2 separate regions of the Capra hircus genome follow, and region 2 is linked to region 1. The links are chromatin contacts, called in public Hi-C maps. All regions are on one chromosome and are shown on one strand. The core of a region is the stretch at or near the end of the contact, and the rest is flanking DNA. Distances in the headings are between cores, read along the strand shown.

Region 1 (3,971 bases), core at 702-3,201:
AGTTATTGTTTAGTGGTTCCTCATTCTTGGCCAGGGCTGCAAGGTCTGGGCCTGGCCTGCTGAGATTGCGAGCTAAAGGCTTCAGGTTTTGTCCCCTTGTATCCAGGTGGCCCCACCCAGTCTCCCAGCAGGGGGCAAAGAACCTGTCTCGCTTAAATGAAAGGCATGAAGTGGGAACCAACATCTAAAGAAGTCTTTTTGTTGGAGAAATATTGATCTTCCCAGAAAGTGGTTTGTATGAACTGACCTCCAGTGACCCTGAATGAGGGTCATCCTTGGTCTACAAATTCCACTTACTGTGTAGTACTGATGACTGTAAGAATTCTTGCAACAATCTGTGGCAGACTGAATTGTTTTTCAGAACATTCTTTTCAGTACGTAATACATTGACTTCATGCCAAGAGAGATGCTGACCTTGGGAAAACTGGAAGCAGAACACTTGAGTTCGAATCTTGGCTACTTCACTTATAGGAAAATTATGCAGTTTCTTTTAGCCTCTGTTTCTTTCTCTGAAAGACAGCAATGATAACACTACTCATCTCAGGATCTCCCATCAAGATTGCTGTGAGCACTGAGTGAATTGTTGCTACCAGGAGAAGCAAACTAGCATGTGTGTGTGTTCAGTTGCTCAGTCATGTCCAACTCTTTGTGACCCCATGACTGAAGCCCACCAGGCTCCTCTGTCCATGGAATTGTCCAGGCAAGAATACTGGAGTGGGTTGCCATTACCTCCTCCAGGGGATCTTCCTGACCCAGAGGACTGAACCCAAGTCTTTTGCATCTCCTGTATTAGTAGGTAGATTTTTTACCACTGTACCACCTGGGAATTCAGTTCATCCACCTTAGTTGAGAGTATAGGTGAAGGGAAATTTCAACTTCACTTCCTCTGGCCCCTTCGGCCAGTCAGTGGACTGCACTTTATCCATGACAAACAACTATAGCTTTTAAAAAATAGATTCAAAACATCATTCTAGTTTGCCTAAGGCTCCTCGGCGTTTACCCCATGTTTGAATTGTCCTTGGTGTGAAGAACGACCAGAAGCTGCTTGCAGGCAAAGATGCCCAGAAGCTCTGTGGGCATTCCATGGATACTAAACATAGTGCTATCTCCAAGCAGCATCAACTAGGACACTTTGATGGATAATGGGAGCTTGAATATTTTATGTATCTTGTTTTCCAATTATACTTGAGTTAAAAAAGCTTAGTAGTAGTAGGAAACTAAATTGCAGGTCTGGCAAAAGATTGAAGAGAAAAACCTAAAGTATGAGTGCTTAAAAAAGGGATGCTTGCTCAGTTTGGGAGCTTTGGCTTACTTTTCTTGATACTCTACTACCATCTGGCTTGGATTTTCTTTAGGAAAAAAAAAAAACAACTCTGTGCTGATTTTGAAGTATTGGCTTATCTTTGATGCCTCTGTAGATTCATCTACTTCTGAGTAAATGGCCCACGATAAATGTGTGTTCATGCTCAGCGTAGGGTAGCTGCTCCCAGAAATGTAAGCAGCATCAGCAAACTCTTCCTAAGAGGAGGGCTCATCTGCTGAAAAACTATTTTCCCAAGCTAGACAGAGAGTCTAAACTTTGGGGTAGGAGAGGAGGAGCAGATGGACTGGGGTCTAGGCTGCAGGGCACGCTGGAAGGTTTTCTTGGCCTGTTTGCTCTTCAGATCTAGAGTTTAGAGTATGAGATATAGTGACATTCTCACACTGGTCCCTAGTCATAAAGGAAACCCTGTCCCGTGAGAAGCCGAGACATTTCAGCCCTTGATTATCTCATCAGCAAGTGACAGGGGGCCTGGTGGAGGAACGATGGGGTCCTCTTGCCTGTCATCACCTGCCGTTTTCTTGCTTGTTAGTCCTTTGAACATTTCTTTTCCACGTCTTCCGGGCCGAGGCATATGGTGAGACGAACCCACACAATCGTTTGAGCTAGAGCTGACCTCTAGGTGGCGCGTTAGCACAGAGAATGGTAGTAACTGGCGTCACCTAGGGCCTGTGTTTCTTGAAGGTATTCATTATATAAGGGGATTCGTGGGAATCGGGCTTCATGGGCTGCACAATAGCGGGGTGACCTGGCCTTTGTCACGTTCAAGCTACGACCCAGAAGAGGTCGTTGGTGGCGCAATGCCGCAAAAGCACCTAGTCCCAGGCAATATCACACGGGTCTAAGTTCCTGCCTGGTAGAGCCTAGAGAAGCTCGGCCAGGTTGCACGGTTTGGGTTCAGACTGCTGGGACAGCGACTCAAGGGCTTCAGGTTTGGTCCCCTCACATCCAGGAGGCCTCACTCAGGTTTCCAGCCTCAAACTGAGCACTCTTGGTCAGCTGCCTGCCCAAGGTCTCCAGACATTGCAGACAGTTCCTGGGTTACAGCCCTTCCCTCCTCCCTGCACACCTCATTCTCACCCTCTGTTGTTTACCAAGCACTTTTCGCGGTGTGATCTCACTTGTTGCTTACTGACTCCCAGGGAGGAGGGGCAGGGTGCAGCCCTCCAGAGTGGGGTCTTCCCTGAGACCCCTTTCCCTGTCTGTCTCTGCCAGTAAATAAATCTTTGGGGACCAACTACCGAATCCAACTTGGTGATTTCAGAGTTTAGCATGTGGTACTTCGCACAGAGAGGTGCTCAAAATTGTTTACTGAATGAATAAATATTTACAGTTGAAGAAACCAAATCAAGGGACAGTAGGTAGTAGAGTCCAGTGCAGAGAGCAGGGTTTCAGGCTCCTAGGACCAGCAACATTGCTGCACTACTAATTACATCACATGCTTTTCTAGTAAAAAATATAGGTTGCTTTTACAGGGACCCATGCAGATCTGTCTCCATGTCTGGCGTTAAAGAACATGAACACTATAATCTGGCTCAGGCCCTGGAGCCCCAGTCGACCATCTGTCAAGGGCACACCAGCAGATCTGAGTGAGTCTAGAGGAGTGACTGGCCTTTGTGTGTCCTTCCTTAGAAGCGTGAGGGCATGCTAGGCACTCTGAGCTTCCCATCTATCAAAACCCTTCTGTCAGGAATTCCCTGGCAGTCCAATGGTTAGAACTCCACTCTCTTACTTCGGAGGGCTGAGATTCAATCCTTGGTTGGGGAACTAAGATTCTGTAAGTTGCACAGCGCAGCCAAAACAAACCAACAACAGCAAAACAAAACAAAAACCACCTATTTTTGGCTGTGTCAGGTCTTAGTTGAGGCACGTGGGGTCTTTGTTCTGTCATGAGAGATCTTTCATTGCGGCCCATGGACACTCTAGTTGTGGCCAACGTGTGGGCCTAGTTGTTCCATAGTATGTGGAATCTTAGTTCCCAGACCAGGGATTAAACCGGTGTCCCTTGCATTGCAAGATGAATTCATTACTGGGAAACCAGGGAAGTCCCCAAAACTTTTATCTCTGACTGACAGAATATCTTTGGGTCAGAAACTCCATCCAGTTATTATCCACCCCATCCCATTCCAAACCTTCTTTGTTGTTTAAATGTACATATTTCAGGTAGTTTAGGACTCTGCAATGAGAGCTACATAAGTTCAAGTCCCGATTCCACCACTTTCTTCCTAGTTGCTGACCTTGGGCAAGTCATTCAACCTCTTGTGCCTCTATTTCTCATTTTTGGAGTGACGATAATGAGATAGTTAATTCAGAGCATTATTGTGGGGATTTAGAGAGTTAATATGTATAGAACAATTTACCAGTCCCAGGTAACAATTAAAGGCTAGAAAGTATTCTGCTGACCTCTCTCAGTTATATTCTGGATTTGAGACTGTTTTGTATTCACCCTATGTTCACCTCTTCATGATTTTGTGGAATCCCTGGAATTCCTGCATTCTAGCTGCCAGGCTCTCAATTTGCTCCCACTCAGTTACAGCTCTTTTGAGATCTAAAGAAGAGAGAACGTAACTTGAAATGCACTTTTCTGCTGATCTACGCAGTGCTATTATCTCTGTCTCGACAGAGCCTCCCCTGGTGACTCCTGTTTGCA
Region 2 (3,710 bases), core at 216-2,715, 450 kb after region 1:
GCCTCAATTTTTAAAGAAATAGTTAATTCACTGGTATTCAGATAGGTTATAAGTAAAAATTTTAAAATCTGGACAACACTCCCCCTACCTATCGCCTCATCCATCCTTATACACCCAGAGACTGATTTTATCAGTGTATTGCTCTTGAGGGGAACTCTTGTGTTAAAAGCCTTCTGTGACTTCAAAAGAGCTTTGGACTTCCTTCTTCTACTACCGGTAGGCATCAGGAAAAGAGGAATTTTTCTTTTCCGTCTTTTTCTTTTTTAAACTAAGTAAGCTGATTAGGCAAATGACCCTCCCTCACAGATTATTAGAGGGTATATTCTAATAACAATCAGAAAAGTCTTCTGGGTGGTTGCGGTGTTCCATTATCCATATCACTGCTCCACTCCCAGGACTCATTTCATAAACATGTATTAAGTGTTGGCTTCACCCAAGAATTTACATATGCTACTCAGTGAGTTAGGAGAAAGAGTAATCCCCCAAACAAGATACCATCCTTTCTCTAAAGGACTAGACTTTTGTAAGTTCAAAGAAAGGTGAGTACAAGTAGAGAAAATTTCACAGAATAGGTGGCATTGGACAGTTTGAGAGGATGTTAATAGGAAGAGAGTAAGGAGACATTCCAGGCTGAAGAAATGAGTAAAAGGAAGGAAGTCCACGTCGTATACAGGGGACTGCAAGTTGTCAAGTTTACCGAGTATATTTAGAAAATACACAGGGGAGTAGAAGAAAGTGGGAATATGAAAGCAGATCAGTCACCAATATGTAGGCCCAAGACACTGGAAAGTCACCAGTTTTTAACACAAGAGTTCCTTTCAGAGCAATGCGCTGATAAAATCAGTCTCTGGGAGTGCCGGAAGGATGAGGGGATAGCTTAGCTAAATTCAGGCGTCCAGTCGTGGTGGTGGGAGTGTACCTTGGATGGTAATACTGCGTTGGCCAGAATGTTCTGGTTTTTTCGTGACATCTCACAGAAAAACCCAAGCAAACTTTTTGGCTGACCCAATACTTTGGATGGAAGTTACATGATGCTTGTGGGATCAACTGTTAATGAAGAGAAGACCAGTTTAGATGGCTGACAAGTATTATATGAGTGAAGGATGAAGGGAAAGAAAGAGTAAAGGATGGCTTAGAGGCTTCACCCTGTCTGCACTGTAAGAAAACCATCAGGGAGGCCAGTGGGAGAAAGGGTTTGCTGAAGACTGATGATGTACTAAGCTGTAGTCACGTTGAAGGACCAGCCAGTTAAGCAGCTGTAAATATTTACCTGGCAATCAGTACCAGAGGTAAAGTTCCAGGCTGTCATTTCCCAGACAGAAGTGACGACGGACGCCTTTTCCATGGGTGAGTTCACTCAAGGAGAGGATTTGGAGAGTTGTGGGCTGGGGCAGGACTCTGTATAAGGCCTGTCATTAGTGTAACTAGAGAAGGAAGAAAAGACGAGGAGAGTGAGAATGCAGAGCAGCAGAAGCAGAGCTGGAGGGTGTTGATGGCAATGAGAGGGCTGAAGGCCAGAGTCTTGGTGTGGCCAAAGCTGGGCTGCTGGCTCTTACCGCAGTTCACTTTCTTCTGTGTGTTAGTCACTCAGTCGTGTCTGACTCTTTGCAACTCTGGACTAACAGCCCACCAGGCCCTTCTGTCCATGGAATTCTCCAGGCAAGAATACTGGAGTGAGTTGCCACTTCCTTCTTCAGGGGATCTTTCCGACCCAGGAATCAAACCTGGGTCTCCTGCACTGCAAGCGGCTGCTTCACTGTCCTAGCTACTAGGGAAGCCCTGGTATCTCACTTTCTTAGAGAGACAGTTAATAAAGTGGGGAGAACATGGGTTTAGAAATCAGACAGGACAAGGATCAAACTAGTTCTGCCACCTTACAGCTGTGCACAGTTGGGTAGCATCTCTGAACCTCAGCTTCCTAACCTGCAAAACGTAGATCTACATGTAAGATACATGGCCAGGCACAGTTCTCTCAAGTTTTAGTGACAGTAGTTTGAGGCACTGTTTATGGGGATGGCATGTTTATTTCTGGTTTTCTTCATCCTTTTTCTCCTCAACTCCCTGCCTTTTTAAAAATAAGCATTTAGTTGTTTAAATCTGGAGTTTAAAAAAAAAAAAACACACCTCCCATTGTTTAATATCACAATCCAATTAAGCCAAAAACTAGGATATAATTGAAATACTGGTTTCAACCCTCAGATACACCAATCTCACTAAATAAAAGGCAAGCAAGGAGGCCTTCAAGGATTCAAAGTCTACTTCTAAAACATGTTATTCTTTATAATGAACAGAAGCTTTAGAATTATATGATTAAATCAGCTTTTATATAAAAAGCTCTGAAATTTGAAAACAAAAGAAAACAAGCTATTACTGCTATGCCTGGGTTTATTCTGAACTCGAATAGGTCAGCTTTGCAGAGAATTGTTTTTCTGGCTACTAAATTATCAAAATCTTGACTTGGTGTAAGGATCACGGGAGCCTTGTTGTAAAGGACAGCTTACTCGGGTGACCACTTCCCCAAAGGAGGTGCGTTTACCTCCAGCTGACTCTGGCGTGTGGAGCCGCCTGGGCGTCCTGCCTGCCTTCCCCTCTGGCCTCTCTTCTTCCCCTGCATCCTTCCCGTTAGGCTGACACTGTGCTTTGCGTCCTGCGCCTGTTATTCCCGTACCTGCAGCACCTGAGGCAGTGCCTTGAACGTTGACAGTAGATGTGCCAGACATATTTGCTGAAAGCATAGAAGGCATAGTTTATATCTCCAGATAATGAGAGAATTTCTTTAATATTTAACTCCCAGAACTTATCACTGGGTAGACAGGACTTACACTGTTTGCTTGTTCTTTCATAAAGTTTAATAGTGTAATTCCCTAAAACAAGAAAATGTTAACTATTGATACAGATGGAAAGATGTTGAGAGGATCTGTAAATTTTGTGGGTCTTCAGCTGGTCCTTAAACCTTATTAAGATTTAGAGAGAATAAACAAGGTTCTGGGCTAAGGAAATGAGAAATAACCGAATGGAAAAAGTTCATATTAGGGAATAGATGGAATATTTAACATAGAACAGAAACAGATTTAGCTAATATGAATGCTGTCTTCCAGACCACGTTTTCACTTGTATTAGTTTTAGTCTCACGGAAACTGTGAGGCAGGTGGCATCACCCCCACTTGCAGATTAAAACTGAGGCTCAGGGAGGCTAAGTCACAGCCACAGGGGACCCAGGTCTGCTGTCACGCAGCCGGGTCTGGGCCTTCGTGTCAGGCCACGGCTCATGTCGTTGAACTCAATTTCTTTGGGAGGCATCTAGTTTCTTAATGGGTTACAAGATAATGTAAGCAATGTGTTTAAAAATATTTTGTCATTTTAATACATTTAGTGGATGTTTTAAAAATTGAAAGACGGCCTTAAAGTGCCTTTTTAAAGAATACTTTTTTTTCTATCCTAATTTTTTCCTCTCTTCATTTCTCTCTCCTCTCCTGTATCTCCCACAATTCTATTTTTCAATAATACAAAAACCTGACATTGAATTTTTTAATCAACAGGTGTATTCCTCACTTTTTATATTCTTATCACATTAAAAAAATTAAGTAACAAACTTATAAGAATGGTTACATTTCCCTCTCAAAGATGTAATTTTTCTATCCTTAGCTTTGTATAGTCCAGTTTAGAACTTTTCCCCCTTGTGAGGGCCTCCTCTCCATTACCCTAATTTA

Evidence for each region. A called contact is a pair of places that touch in the nucleus more often than the background predicts.
Region 2: a contact with region 1 is called in a Hi-C map of blood, with 5 times the contacts expected there. The contact joins two enhancer-like sites. A contact is called at or near these places in 2 of 5 Hi-C or Micro-C datasets (both in blood).

Annotation. Positions count from the first base shown.
Region 1 is chr3:90,407,865-90,411,835 of ARS1.2, forward strand. No RefSeq gene overlaps it. Among named protein-coding and RNA genes, the nearest start is that of LRIG2, 72 kb to the left of the region's middle. Within about 2 kb of position 1,952, at least 2 of the 5 cell types and tissues checked have an H3K27ac peak or open chromatin away from gene starts, as enhancers often do.
Region 2 is chr3:90,854,571-90,858,280 of ARS1.2, forward strand. All of the region lies in intron 19 of MAGI3 (membrane-associated guanylate kinase, WW and PDZ domain-containing protein 3), which reads left to right. Among named protein-coding and RNA genes, the nearest start is that of PHTF1, 76 kb to the right of the region's middle. Within about 2 kb of position 1,466, at least 1 of the 5 cell types and tissues checked has an H3K27ac peak or open chromatin away from gene starts, as enhancers often do.